Linked DNA regions of Mus musculus: region 1 is linked to region 2. Evidence: chromatin contacts called from public Hi-C data. All regions are on one chromosome and are shown on one strand. Each heading gives the region's core, a stretch centred on a gene start, on an enhancer-like site or on the middle of the called end of the contact. The rest is flanking DNA. Distances are from core to core; before and after follow the strand shown. Region 1 has its middle 25 kb from the start of Ccdc174. Region 2 overlaps Grip2 (glutamate receptor interacting protein 2).

Region 1 (3,648 bases), core at 399-2,898, 78 kb before region 2:
CTCACTGGAGACTGCCTTTCTCTCCTGCTGCAGGAGACACAGGCTTAGCCCTACCCAGATCCTCTCTTGGGAGTGTGGGCTCTCCACTGTTCCCACCTGCACTTGACTGGAGACTGGAGGAAGTTGGGGAAGTGACACTCGGGCTGTGAGATGGAAGAGGGGGTCTCTTTAGCACTGACTTCTTCTGAGCTCTCATGATGGCTCAATTCTGTTTCTCTTTTGGTTTCCCCTGTTGTGCCTTGGATTGGGGCTGTGGGTGCCAGAGGACACTGGGGCAGATTGCTGGGGAGTTATTACAACAATTATTAATAAGCAGATAGACAGAGGAGCAAAAGCATGGCAGGAGCCCCAAGGACAGTCCAGGCCCCAGCATCAGTGACAGACAGCATCATGGGATCTAAAGAGAGAAATCAGAGCCTGTGTGGTAGAAACAGAACCCTTCTTACACTCTCTGGGAGACAAGAAGGTTTCACTGTAGGCTCTCTAACTCCCAGGAAGGCAGGGGAGGTGTTGGGAAGCAGCAAGTATGGCTTTGTTGTAAATGCATTTCCCAGGTAAGAGATCCTGGCACCAGGCAGTCTACTAAGTAGGGACTCATCAAACGTGCATCAGTAGGGTGCCCAGGAAAGGAGCTGCTGCAAAGACCAGCTGGGCAGAGGCTGCATTCTAGCCGGACCTCTTTCACTCAGAGCACTCTCCTTTTTAAGCACTTACAGGGGGTCCCTGAAGCTTGGCCCCAAGAGCAGCTGGTCTAAGGCAATGGGACTTATAAGCACCCATCTTTTAGGTTATCTTCACTTTTTCCAGACCGTCCAGGACCATAAATACTCTCAACGCAATCCTATCTCCTGTATCCCCTCCCCCCATCAGCTAGACATATGCAGGTATGTTAAAATGGTAGCCATAGCCTGGAAGAGGGTTGGGCCCTGAGTGGCTGCTCAGAGAGGGTTTTACACTCCATGTAAGTAGAAACCAACTTCTGTTGCTGTCCAGCTATTTATTATATTTGCTACAACAGCCAGCTATCTCCACTGTTAGACATGTTAACATACTGTTTTATAAAGCACTTTCATTTTGGCTAAACAATGAGGAATCTCCCCAAATAAAAGAAATTTGGTTTCCAGAAATAAAGCAACATGGTGTTTGTTATTATTTTCTTTGTGGGTTTTGTTGTTGGTGGTGGTAGTGTATTTTTTGTTTGTTTGTTTGTTTGTTTGTTTTGTTTTGTTTTGTTTTCTGTTTTTTTTTTGGGGGGGGGGTGGGGGTTTGAGACAAGGTCTTACTGTGGGCCTGGCTGTCTTGGAACTTGCTATGTAGACCAGACTGACCTCAAACTCACAGATATCCACCTGCCTTCTGCCTCCTGACTGCTGGGGTTTGTTTTTTCCTAGACTCTTGCCTTCCCCCACCGTACCAATTCCTTTATAATGACTGACTACAAGAGACACTTATCTATCAGCTGACATTCTTTAAGTCACAACTCACTGCATTTCCTTAACTACAGCTAGCAATGCCCAGCTAGAGGCCAAAACAAAACGACCAAGCAAGCAAGCAAACAAATAAACCCCCATCCTTTCAGCCCTCTTGTCTTTTCTGCCCTGTAACTACCATGCTGTGTAGGCAGGGGGAGCTGTTTGTTACACTACACAAAGCATGTGCTCTCATCAAAGCCTGTCTCTCCTGGAGGTCAGCTTCTCTCTAGTCATCTCCAAGGCATTGCACTGGCTCCTGATTGGTCCCTTGCTTCTAGTGCTTCTGCTTCCGATCTAACCTCCCAAAGGCCACAGAATGAGGGCTCCACACCCCACATTAATTGTGTTACAGTCTGTTATGTTTTTTAAGTGTGACGTTTTCCTCAAAGGTTCATGTGTTGGAACACTTGGTTCCCAGCTGGGCGCACTGTTCTGTTTTGTTTTTGATCTTTTGAGACAGGGTCTTACATAGCCCAGGCTAGCCTGGGAGGGGGGGGAATCAATATGTAGTGGAGAATGACCTTTGTCTCTTGCTTCTACCTCCCAATTTCTGGGTTTACAGGTGTGCGCCACCAGACCAGGCTGATGATGGCAGCCATCAAGCCTTCCCCCTGTGATTGGTTAATCTTCGCTTGTCAATCTGACTGGATGTAGAGTTACTAGGGATACATGCCTCTGGCTGCATCTGTGAGGGTGTTTCCAGATTGGTTTGCCTGAGGTGGGGACACCCCCCCACCCTGAATGTGAGTGGCACCATCCCATGGGATCCTGGACTGAATCAAAAGGCAGGAAGGGAGCCGAGCACAAGTGTGCATCTCTCGGTGCTCTTGACTGTGGGTGAGTGTGAGCAGCCCTTGACGTTCCTGTTCACACATCTTCCCAGCTTCACCCCAGACTGCGAGCTAATGGAAGCCCTTCCTTCTTGAGCGCTTTGTCATGGCAATGTGAAAATCATGAATACATGCTTATGTTTGAAGTTTATCTTTTTGCTTACACATCAGTCTATTGGCCTACAAAATGACAGGATTGACCGGATGAACCCAGGTCTCTTAAATAGATGCTTTTATGATTTGGGAGCTTGGTGATCCAAGGGTCTCCATCATTCTTTTCCTTCACAATTGCAAACATAAATATGTTGTTTAATCACATTCTTCAGTGTTCCCCTGCCTACCCGGTAGTCTGTGTTCCCTATGGACCTGCATCTCTGTCTGTCTCTGTCTCTCTCCATGTTTTGTATGTGTTTGGTGTGTGTACATGTGTGTGCATGTCTGCCTGCCCATGCAGGTTCATGTGGAGGCCAGGGGTTACCACTAGAATGTCTTCCTCAGTTCCTCTCCACCTTATTGTTTTGAGACAGGGTCTCTCTTTGAACCTGGAGCTCACTAGTCCAGGCTAGGGAAATGGCTGTCTCAGCCCCTCCAGAGGTGGGGTTACAGGTGCATGTGGGGATCCCACATCATCAGGTCCTTAAGCTCACATAGCAAGCTCTGTCCATTGGGCCATCTCCTGAATTCCTCTCTTGTCTTTACATTCTATTTCAAATGGCAGAAGCGACTCTGCCTTAATTGCGGAGCCCACTCCTTGCTCTAAGTACTTACAAAATATTCAATGAATTAATTTCACCTTATCCTTACCTCTCTAATGTTTGTCAGTCCTAACTATTTTGTTTGCTTCCTCTCTTTTCTTTCCTTATCTGAGAGGAACTGAGAAGTATATGTTACTGCTTCATACGTCCTGGGTTAGGATATCAATGAAAAATCCTTTACTGCCTTAGTTGTTAGCTTAATATTACAGTCTCCCTTTGATTCATTAGAATCGAGTGCAAATTTATACTTCCTATTTTGAAAAATGCCAGGTCTTAGACTACTTTCATTTCATTTAAACTTTTCCCATTGCTATCATGAATTTGAATCCCAGAAGATATTCAAAAATGTTTGAATGTTTTGAGTCTTCCTGTGTATCCCTGGCTGGCCTCGAACTTGCTATGTAGACCAGGCTGACCTCAAACTCAGAGTGATCCGCCTGCCTCTGCCTCCTCAGTTCTGGGATTAAAGGTGTGTACCATGCTTGACATGGTTTTTCAAATATACAGTTCATTGTTATTTATAGACACCTCGCTGTACAACTGAATTGTTAAATTTGTTCCTCTATTTGTTTCAAAAATTTGTCTCTCTCT
Region 2 (3,547 bases), core at 112-2,611:
TATATAATTTTAAATCTAGCTTCCACATAAGAGAGAAAGTGATTTGTCTGAGTCTGGCTTATTTGGTTCAACTTGATTACTTCCATCTATTTTCCTTCAAATTTCCCTTTTCTTTCCGAGTACATGACTAAGAGTGGTTGTCCTGACACCCGCTAGGTAGACCAGGCTGAGCTTAAACTCAAAGAAATCTGCCTGCCTCTGCCACCCAAGTGCTGGGATTCAAGGTGTATGCCACCATCTTAGGCATCTCTTTTCAGTTTTTTTGAGAGGCCTCAACAGTGACGATCTTAGAGAGCTCCAGCCTGTGTTACATAGCAAGTGCTGTCTCAGAACAAACAAGGAGGAAGAAGGTGGCCCTGAGTTGAATCAGCAGAGGTATAAAGCACAGAATCCCGAGGAGACATTAAAGTTCTGAGACTGGCATGGATCCCTCACCTCTCTTTCTCTCTCCTCCCTCCCTGGTTCCTTCTCCTCCCACCTCTCTGAGACAGGACCTTATGATCTGCTGTCCCCCCCCCCCAACCCCCGGTCTCTGGAACACTGGGAATACCAGAGCGAACCCACTATGCCTGACTTTGCTTTCTCCTACTGCACAGCTGGAGCCAGCCTGGCCCATGCCTTGGGGCCTCTGCAGGGTATTGAAAGGCAAGACCCACAACCTCTGCGGCCCTGAGCATCTGGGTCTCATTTGTGCTCTCTGGCCACTCCTCAGGACTGGTGCCATCCATGTCGGGGACCGGATACTGGCCATCAACAGCGTGAGCCTCAAGGGCCGGCCCCTGAGTGAGGCCATCCACCTTCTGCAGGTGGCCGGGGAGACGGTCACACTGAAGATCAAGAAGCAGCTAGACCGTGAGCCTTGCCCCTTCCTGGGGTCTTCCTGGCCTACAGAGGAAGGGCAGTCGTGGGTCAGGCTGTGTGCTACCAATGGGGTGGGGGTCCCTGGACCAGCTGAGGAGGAGGCTTAGAGAGAGGAGAGTTGTACCTTGGTGGCACAGTGCAGTATCGGGTACATTCTGGGTCCAAACCATGTTTCTCATCAGTCCCTGTCTCTTCGGGTTCCTGCATGTCCCTGTGCCCTGTATGTGCTACAGTTTACCTGAGTCTTGGGGGCCTTGTTTTAATCTGGGCTTCCTTGCTCTTCACCATATGGCCTATTGATAAGCCTCACAAGCCTCAGTTTTCCCACCTGTGGGATTTACTTACTTGTATGTCCCACGCGCATGGCAGCAGCCAGATTGTCAAGCACCTGGAAGCTCACAGACGTGGGGGAAAGTCGGGCTCACAGGAACTCTGTGTCTCTGAGGTCACAGGTGATACCCCTTCTCTTCCCAGGTCCCCTCCTCCCCCGCCAGTCAGGCAGCCTCAGTGAGGCCAGTGATGTGGATGAGGACCCCCCTGAGGCCCTCAAGGGAGGCTTGCTGGCAACGCGCTTCTCACCTGCTGTACCCAGCGTGGACAGTGCTGTGGAGTCCTGGGGCAGCTCTGCCACAGATGGTGGCTTTGGGGGCACAGGTAACAAAGCAGGGACCTTGGACAGCTTTTGTGAAGATGATGCTACTGCCTGCTCTTCCTGGGACCTCCTCTCCCCGTTAGCCTTTTCCTTCTGAGAGGGTTCCTCAGGGCATCCTGACTAACCCTGTCCTTCACCTGTCCCCCCAGTCCTGTCTTTCCTCTCATGAACTGGGGACAGAACTGCTCTTACTTCTGCTGTCTCTCTCCTTATCCCCATGCCTTGCACACAGTGGGTCTTAAGACATATTTGTTGCACCCAGATGAAGATAAGGCAGACCACGACTGCCTTGCCCATGTGGCTAAGGCCCACTGATGCTGCCCTCTGGCTTGTGGTTGAGGCTCAGGGAGTTAACTTAGAAGCCTCCATGGGTTCTTGGTGGATCGCCACACTGGTTCACAGTTAGGGGCTTTGGCTCTCTCTCTCCCAAGCTCCAGGCAGTATCTTCGGACTCATCCTGGGACTCCTCAGGTAGATCTGGGTCCAGTCAGAAAAGAGGCCCTTTAGCAGGCCTGCCTGTGGAACTGACCGTGGTCCTGGAACCTCACTGTTGACTGATGGATGTTCCTAGGGGCTTGCTAGGGTTACAGGGACTCCTGGGACTCAGTGGTCACTTTGTCCCCAGAAAAAGCACAGATATGCCCACTGGCATCCAGTTGCTGGGAATGAGGGAGGGCAAGACAAGGACAGAGAAGGTCCACGTCCCTCTCTCCATCCGCCAGGCTCCTACACTCCGCAGGTGGCAGTCCGGAGTGTGACTCCCCAGGAGTGGCGTCCTAGCAGACTGAAGAGTAGCCCCCCACCCCTTGAGCCCCGGAGGACGAGCTACACACCGGGTCCCTCTGACGAAAGCTTCCCAGAGGAAGAGGGGGACTGGGAGCCACCAATGAGGTCTGTGGTGGGAACACTTGTGGGGCTGATGGGGGTGGGAGGGGTAGCCAGAAGGTAGCAACACCAGGAGGGGGGAGTTAGGAGGACAGAAGAGCGTTCCTGGCCTGGGGGACGGATCTGGGCTGAGTGTGTCTGGAAAGAATGCACTGTGGAAGGATAGCAGCAGACATGTTCTAGCTGGGCAGCAACCCGACTTGTTCATCCTGGCTTTATGAATAGCTGTCTTCAGAAATACAACACCAGACTCAGAATTTGAACCCAGACCCCTCCTCAGATCAGGTTACATGAAGCATGACTCCCAGTTCACAACCACCAGCCCAGGGTTATGCATGTTGCATGTATGTAGCTGGGCTCATATAGCAGCTAGCTTCCACAGAGTGGGTCCCCACAAGAAACACCTGTGCTGTTCTCCTTAAATGCATAGCTAGGCCTTTGAGAAGTGAAGACTTTGTAAATCACAGTATGACTAAAGGCTAAGTAAGGGTTCTGGGAGCTAGCAGAGCGGCACAAAGACTGTAGTGCATCCTGTAAGTTTGGTGTTGGCTGCTGATGGGCCACACGGTGTGGGCTAGCCAGATGGATACTGCCCACCCCTCCCCAGCACAAATATCCCATCTTCTCCATCCATCTGTTTCCTGACTGGTTCTGGCTCTATCCTGTCACTGTCCCGTGGTGCCATGTGTCTGGGTGGGGTCAGGGACTGTCTTCTGGGGCTATCCCATGGATCTTTCTGTCTGTGTCTGTCTTCTATCTATCCGTCTGTCTTTCTTCCCAGGCGTCCTGTGTCACCGCTCTCCACCCCGTCTCATCTGCCCCTGTTCTAATTGGCCACCAACAGTCTTGGTCGCCCCTAACTGCGTCTCCCCCACCCCATTCTGTGTCACCAACCACTGCCCTGGGGCCCCAGCACTGCCACCGAGGACACCCGCCTGCCTGCCTGCCTGTCCTATGGCCCCCGGAGCCCAGCACTGGGCCCTGGGCAACGAAGACTCCTCAGGCCCAGCCCACCCACCCTCCCACCTGCCAGGAGTTGACGCTGTGGTTCCTGTTGCAGCCCAGCCCCCGGCCCCGCCCGAGAGGAGGGTTTCTGGAGAGTGCTTGGAGAGGCTCTTGAAGACCTGGAGTCCTGTGGTCAGTCTGAAC

The links. Hi-C and Micro-C count contacts between places; a contact is called where the count stands out from the background.
Region 1: a contact with region 2 is called in a Hi-C map of stem cell-derived cardiac mesoderm, with 5 times the contacts expected there. The contact joins two enhancer-like sites. A contact is called at or near these places in 5 of 15 datasets of contacts at CTCF or cohesin (the NIH/3T3 cell line, embryonic stem cells, hippocampal excitatory neurons and 2 more), 145 of 484 Hi-C or Micro-C datasets (the AML12 cell line, the AtT-20 cell line, B cells and 75 more), 24 of 115 datasets of contacts at active chromatin or transcription factors (PVALB interneurons, SST interneurons, Th17 cells and 14 more) and 2 of 9 other capture datasets (embryonic stem cells and embryonic tail).

The regions. Positions count from the first base shown.
Region 1 is chr6:91,850,746-91,854,393 of GRCm38.p6, reverse strand. It overlaps a transcript of Ccdc174 not described here. Among named protein-coding and RNA genes, the nearest start is that of Ccdc174, 25 kb to the left of the region's middle. Within about 2 kb of position 1,648, at least 39 of the 459 cell types and tissues checked have an H3K27ac peak or open chromatin away from gene starts, as enhancers often do. A contact at or near this core is called in stem cell-derived cardiac mesoderm, where this site is marked.
Region 2 is chr6:91,772,650-91,776,196 of GRCm38.p6, reverse strand. Grip2 (glutamate receptor interacting protein 2) reads left to right here. Exons shown (of 24, transcript NM_001159507.1): 18 at 713-852; 19 at 1,336-1,515; 20 at 2,236-2,404; 21 at 3,459-3,547. Among named protein-coding and RNA genes, the nearest start is that of Grip2, 33 kb to the left of the region's middle. Within about 2 kb of position 1,361, at least 2 of the 459 cell types and tissues checked have an H3K27ac peak or open chromatin away from gene starts, as enhancers often do. A contact at or near this core is called in stem cell-derived cardiac mesoderm, where this site is marked.